Regions from separate parts of the Mus musculus genome. Here region 2 is linked to region 1. The links are chromatin contacts, called in public promoter capture Hi-C maps. All regions are on one chromosome and are shown on one strand. The core of a region is the stretch at or near the end of the contact, and the rest is flanking DNA. Distances in the headings are between cores, read along the strand shown.

The links. Promoter capture Hi-C pulls out the DNA fragments that hold promoters and counts their contacts.
Region 2: a promoter capture Hi-C map of hippocampal neurons shows a contact between it and region 1, with 2.7 times the contacts expected there. The contact joins the promoter of Tac4 here to the promoter of Ankrd40 in region 1. A contact is called at or near these places in 3 of 39 promoter capture datasets (hippocampal neurons and liver).

What each region holds. Positions count from the first base shown.
Region 1 is chr11:94,326,212-94,329,687 of GRCm38.p6, reverse strand. It overlaps Ankrd40 (ankyrin repeat domain 40), which reads right to left and starts at 1,687. Exons shown (of 5, transcript NM_027799.2): 1 at 1,301-1,687. The coding sequence starts at 1,434.
Region 2 is chr11:95,259,693-95,262,907 of GRCm38.p6, reverse strand. Tac4 (tachykinin 4) reads right to left here and starts at 1,379. Exons shown (of 4, transcript NM_053093.2): 1 at 1,089-1,379. The coding sequence starts at 1,208. It overlaps Gm11515 (a long non-coding RNA gene), which reads left to right and starts at 2,945. Exons shown (of 3, transcript XR_388972.1): 1 at 2,945-3,215.

The DNA.
Region 1 (3,476 bases), core at 438-2,937:
CAAGGCAAACACAGCTACAAGTGTTTTGACTACAAATGCTTCAAAAAAAAAAAAAAAAAGACTAGAAATTAGTGTCCACTGTCTCCAGGCTGTGGACAGCTATCCAGGCTAGTTTCTTTAGGGAAAGGAGTCAGACAGCTTTCTTAGGAAATTAGGAAATCTCATTTCTGACTCTGTTATCATATTGACAATTGTGCAATCAGGGCAAGACACTCTCTGGAATTCAAATGATCTCCAGTGCCCTTTCCATTCCAAAATGTATGGCTCGATTTACTGGGGGGTTTAAAATTCAAATTTAACTTTAAACTGGCAAAAGAGGCTAGATAAGCATTACCTGAATTAAAAAAAATTAATTGTAAAATGTCAAAAAAGGGTAGAAAGAAATACCACATTCAGTAACTCGAAACTAAAGATTTAGCCGGGCGTGGTGGCTCACGCCTTTAATCCCAGCACTTGGGAGGCAGAGGCAGGCGAATTTCTAAGTTCGAGGCCAGCCTGGTCTACAAAGTGAGTTCCAGGACAGCCAGGGCTATACAGAGAAACCCTGTCTCGAAAACCAAAAAAAAAAAAAAAAGAAAGAAACTAAAGATTTGTTCATATCTTAAAATGAGACAGACTCTGTATTGGGAAGGAGGCAGATCTGCTAGCCGACTTGTAAAGCCTTGGGTAAATTTCTCTAATTGGAAATTGTACTAAGCAAACAAAACACTCTACAGGGCAGACAAATGAGTCTCCCCTCAACAGGCAGCTGTAGGCAACAGCCAATCACTGTGGCATTAAAACAACTGAGGCAGAATTATTATGCAAGTGGCGAGGGTTTTGTAGTTGTTCCTTTTCTCCTGGTCTTGGCTAAAGAAACCGTGCTGGTTTTTTAAGATTGGCATTTGCTTCGTTGCTTATGCTTTCATCTCTGCACGAAGTGTTCTTCAGAAGCGCCCATGGCAAACTAATTCAAGCTTGATGAAATCCAGAGCAGAGTCGCCGAGAATCAAAGCCTCTATGCATCACCATTTGGGCCAAGTTAGAGCCAGGGGGCGCGCGGGGGGGGGGTGGCGTGGGTGGGCTCCAGTGTCCCGGAGGGCGCTGGCCGCGGTCAACCACAGAAGAAGGTATGGTTTGGGGAGGATGCGCTCCTGACTGCACCAGGCAATGGGAGATCGGGGCCAGTCTCGAAAGGGCCACGACCTGAGAGGCCTGGGGCACCAGGCGTCACCTTCGCCTGCGTCCTGGGTCACGGCTGACTGCTCCACGCCCCGAGCTCGCAGCCCTGAACCCTGGGCCTCCCCCGCTCGCCACTTACCAGCCGTTGACCTCATTTTGCGAGTTCACATCCACCCCGCTCTCCACCAGTTTCTGCACCTCCCGAATGTCCCCCAAGGCCGCCGCCTCCCGCAGCCTCTCCTGCTGCTCCTTCTGCTCTAGGAGGGCGCTCATCTTCCCCAGGGCCCCGGGCCCCGGGCCGCCCCGCCCCGAGCCTGTCAGCGCCGCCGCCGCCTCCGCGGCCGGCTCCCGGCCATGGGGAGGGAGCGCCGGGCTCGCCCGCCCCGCTCGCGCCTCCGCCCGCGCCCGGCCCAGGGCCTCGTGCGCCCGCCCGCCCACCGACAGCTCCCTGGCTGCTCGCGGCCCCGCAGGCCCAGGCCTCCTCCCCCACCGCGCCTCCGAAGGCCGGCTCCGGGGGACCCTATTCGGTGTGACAACATTGACCTAGATACTTTTCGTTCCCACCCGCGGCCCCGCCGCCCCGGCCGGCTGTTTATGTAACCACCGCACTGGATTATCTGCTGTGATTCATGGGCTATTTTTAGAGCTCCCACCCGGCAGCTTCCAGCGAGGAGGACAGACACAGGAATAGTTGCGAGGCGGAGGGATCCGACATTGTCGTTTGAGAGCCAGAAAAGCCTTATCCTCAGGAGCAGGCTGTTTAGCAGGCATTAAAAATAATTGGTGGGTTTCCACCCCCACTCCCCCAAGATTAGTTAGCTCTTTTTTTTTTTTTTTTTTTTCCATCTGAGCCAATTTTTACCCAGCAGGACGGGAAATGGGCTGAAAAGGATCCTACTATAATATGCCCATTATTTGCAGAGATAGATGACACTGTTCTTTCTTATTTTTGTCAGTGCTTGGGACCATTCAGCTAGAATATTTATTTCAGCTGTTACTGTTTTTATTTTACCCTTTATCGGTTTTAGACAGAAATTCTTCCAACTTGGCTTTCATGAAGATTAACATTGATTCTAGTTTATAAAATGCAACTCGTTATAGCTTATAAATTATAATTAATTATTCTGAAAGTCATCTAAGGAAAGACGGAGGGCGGGGCGGGGCGGGGGCGGGCGGGCGGGGGGAGCTCTTTGTCATCCTAGTCCTGATTCCAGGCACTGAGGGTAGAGCTATGGTGTGTTCATAAACAGCCGTGTGCAGTACTCCATGCCTAATCTAGTTAATGAGGCTCAGAGCCTTGGTTGGCACTGTTCTACTACCCAATGGGACAAGCAGAAAATATTGTTTTGCTGAGCTCAGGTGCCTTGGAGAGATCCCTGATGTGGCACTGGTGAGAACTTTGCAGATGGGGTGAAAAGATTAAGGAAAACACCCTGGGGAGGCAGAGAGGAGGGCCTGAACAAAGCCAAGATGAAACAGGAAGGGGTACTTTTAGGTATAGCGTCTTTATTTCCATTCTTCGGGGTTGCCCAGGGCACACAGCATGCATTTGTCTTGTTACTGCTTAAGAAAAAGCAACGTCTGTTTATTATGATACAGTAATTCACACAGTACACACTGCACACCAGGAGTGATGAATATCAACTGACTAAACACTTAAATTGACCCCGGTGGCAAATTGGAACGCGGCTTGAGCCTACACTTGGATTTGTTTCCACAGTTTAAAATTTAATTCTCGGATCCAACATAGTGCTCCATCTGAGGCTGATGGGAATGGCATTGAAACTCAGTCTTTAACACAGTCTGAGGGACAAGAAATAGCAGTCTTTTTTTTTTTAAAGGCAATTTAAAAAGATTGTAGCAGGCTGGTGATTTGGCTTAGTGAAAGAGTACTTACCCAAACAAGGCACAGGGTTTCATCCTCAGAGTGGTAACAAACAAAGTCAAACAGCAGCAATGACATTAAATTAGGTGCGCTCCAAAATTCATGGTTTTTTGTTTGTTAAATTTTCTTTCCTTAAAAGAATTATATCGGGCTAGAGAGATAAGCCAACAGTTAGGAGCATTTGTTGCTTTTGTAAACGAGGCCCAGGATTTGATTCTCAGCACCAACATGGTGGCTCTCAACCATCCATCCGTAACTCCAGTTCCAGGGGATCAGATGCCCTCTTCTGACTTCTTCAGGTTTAAGCATCCACATGTGCACATGCATACATGCCAGCAAAACACATGCACATGGAAACAAAACAAAACAAATAAAACTGAAAAGGGAGCCAGGCAGCCACTTTAATCCCAGCACTTGGGAGGCAGAGGCA
Region 2 (3,215 bases), core at 130-2,629, 930 kb before region 1:
ATGCAGTTTTGTGTGGTGGTGGGGATTGGATCCGGGGCTTCATGTATGCTACACAAGCCCTTCACCAACTGAGCTGCATCCCTAACCTCTCAATTCTAAGAACTTCCAGGGACCTCACATGGCTAAGCACCATACACCAAACTGAGCAGTGTCCTTTCCATCCTGGGACTGTGGGGACACAGGTTCCTGTTACCCTCCAGTTCAATCTTCCCTGACTACCAGTGGTTCCCCGAGGAGGTACTGGGAGCTCCAAGGTCAGGGTCTTCACGCAGGTCAGGGATACTGGATCTCAGAGTAGGGTTGGGGCTCCAACTTTAAGATTTCTTCCAGGCTGGTAACATGGCTTAGTGGTTAAGAGCACTGACTGCTCTTCCAGAGGTCCTGAGTTCAATTTCCAGCAATCACATAGTAGCTCACAACCACCTATAATGGGATCTTCTGGTGTGTCTGAAGACAGCAACAGTGTATTCATATACATAAAATAAATAATTCCTTAAAAACTGTTTCTTCCCAGTAACAGTATGCAGGAGGGTGGTAGACGCTACCATTGTCAAACACCAGTGTTTGTCAGGAGGCAAAGGCAGTTAGTTCCTTGTATGAGGCAAAATAGCAATCCTGTTCCAGTTGGTCACTTGAAAAGAAATTCTGGAAAACAATCTCCAATTCAAATATACATAGAACCAGAACCTAGCTAAAGTAGAAGCTGTGCTTTTGAGGCAATTCACTTTAAAGAAGCTCTGTGACCTCTCTGTACCTCGGTTTTCTTATCTGTGAAATGGGATAGCAATGACATTTTCCCCATGAGGTTGAAATAGGCTACTTTTCATAAGGCAGTTAGGACAGTACCAGGAACACAGTAGGTGCTAACTAAATGTTTCCATCTATACAGCACACATTGTTGCTCTCACGTGTATAAGCCAAACGCTCCCCTGGTAGTTGGACAGATCAAGGCTTGACCCTCCCCATCCAGCAGAGTTGGCCAGTCTGTCTTGCCATTAAAGTGCTTAGGAGAATGCACTCTGCTATCCTGGCTGCCTTAGAAGGAATCTCCCAGCCTTCCATCATGGGTCACCATCTCAGAAAGGTACCTTCAGGTTCACGGTCACCCAGGACTCTGCCTCTGCACCAAAAGCCAGTTCCTCTCTGTCTCCTGCTGTAGTGCACACTGATGGCCCGATCAGGAGAAGCAGGGCAAGGAGAGGCAACATGGTGAGCAGGTGCCTCTCTGTCCAGGGAGCCCCACTCAGCCTGATGCCACCTCCTCCAGCAGGCTCCGGTCCCCACGGGGCCACTTGTATGTGGCTGAGATGTGTCCTAGACTCTCTGCTTCCTTCCTATGCCTCACCCCACCTTTGCACTGCTTCATGGGACAGCCTCTCTCCTTGGCTGATAGAGCCAGTGACATCAGGAGCCTAGACCTCCCCATTGCCACCCCAACATTTGATCCCAAGGCTTAACACTGATGCAATACCAGCCTTCCCTTTGGCAGAGTTCCCTCCTGTGACAGGTGCACAATGGCACAGTATGTGGGACCTGGAGGTTACAGCTTGCCAGGGATGACAACCCCCATGGGAAGAGAGAGGGCGGTATGGTGCTTCCTTCCTGCACTTCCTGTCTGTCACTGCTGATCGGCCACTCCCACCCCATCTCTTCTTTCTCTGTACTCTTCCCATCCTCTCTCTCCATCAGTGCTGAGAACACACTGCCTGCCCTGGAAAGTGCCAGCCCTAAAAAAAAAACAAAAACGAGGCTTCTTACAAGTGGAAAATGAGATTTGCCAGAAAAATGGCTTCCGAACCCCAATGTCAGCTACTGACCCACAGTGATTTTCCACTTTTTCCGTGGCCTTCTAACACGGAACCACACTTGTCCCTTCTGCTTGTAGCCTGTGTGCTTCCATATCACACTCTTCTACAAACTACAAACTCATTCTCTGTTCAGCTCCTCCCTCTCGGCCTGGCCATCCGTTCATCCATCCTGTCAACTGTAGCATCATCGTTGAATAGCTATGTGATCCTCTGGCTATTACTTAACCCCTCTATGCCCTAGGACCAAAGGCTGGGGACAAATAAGATAGTGCACATGGGACATTCAGCACAGAGTGGGATGTCTATATTTAATGTCCATTAACTATTGTTAATGTTATTTTTTTTCTTGAGATAAGAGTTTCTCTGTGTAGTCATGGCTGTCCAGGAACTTGCTTTGTAGACAAGGCTGGCCTGGAACTCAGAGATTTACCTGTCTCCCAAGTGCTAGGCTAGTGTCCCCATGCTTGTCTGGCTAACTATTGTTATTATTACTATTATTGGGACTGGATGGGAAGATGAAGAAGACACTGTGTCTAACCTCAACGCCAGAAACCTGTGGTGCGCTGCAATAGGGGTTGTTTCAGAATACTAGGACATGCTAAAATGCAGATTCCCTGGTTCAGGCCAGGCTGAACATCTTTTACAGATGTGCAAACAGGCAGGTCAGACTCGCTATAGGCTAGCCTGAGGATCCCAGCATGGGCTCTGGAATAGGAGGTAGCCTTCCCACCATAGGCACAGATAGATTAACTTTAGTCTGTGAGGAGTCTCTCCTCCTCTCTCCTCTCTCCGCTACAGGAGGGAAGTTTAGTGATGGGGCCATAATTTGGACCTCCACACTCTGCCCTGACTCTCTTGAATTACACCCACCCTGGTGTATATTTTTCTTGATGGCACCTGACTTTAAAGAGATGTGTTTGAGGAAGTTTGAGAAAAGGAGAGGAACCCAGAGAAGCCCCCAGACTTCCTCTCTCTCTCTCTCCTCTCTCTCAAGTATGTGGGTACTCTGTCTTCAGACACACCAGAAGAGGGCATCGAATCCCATTACAGATGGTTGTGAGCCACCGTGTGGTTCCTGGGAATTGAACTCAGGACCTCTGGAAGAGCAGATGGTGTTCCTAACTGCTGAGCCATCTCTCCAGCCCCTGTGAGGAGTTTCTGAGCCTCAGTTTCCCTGTCTGCAAACTTGCTACGGTGCAAGCAGTTCATGAATGACTGCGTAAATCGTTCACAGGCACAGCAGACGCCCGAGCCTCGGCATTGGTCTCGAGGTTCTCCACCTCGCCGGTGAAGGAACCACAGTGCATGGGTCAGGATGTGGTGGGCGCACTGTGTGGACACAGCGGGGAGGCACTGGGCAGATGAGAGGGTGGAGGGAAGAAGAGAGAGAAAACCCCAAAGGTCCGG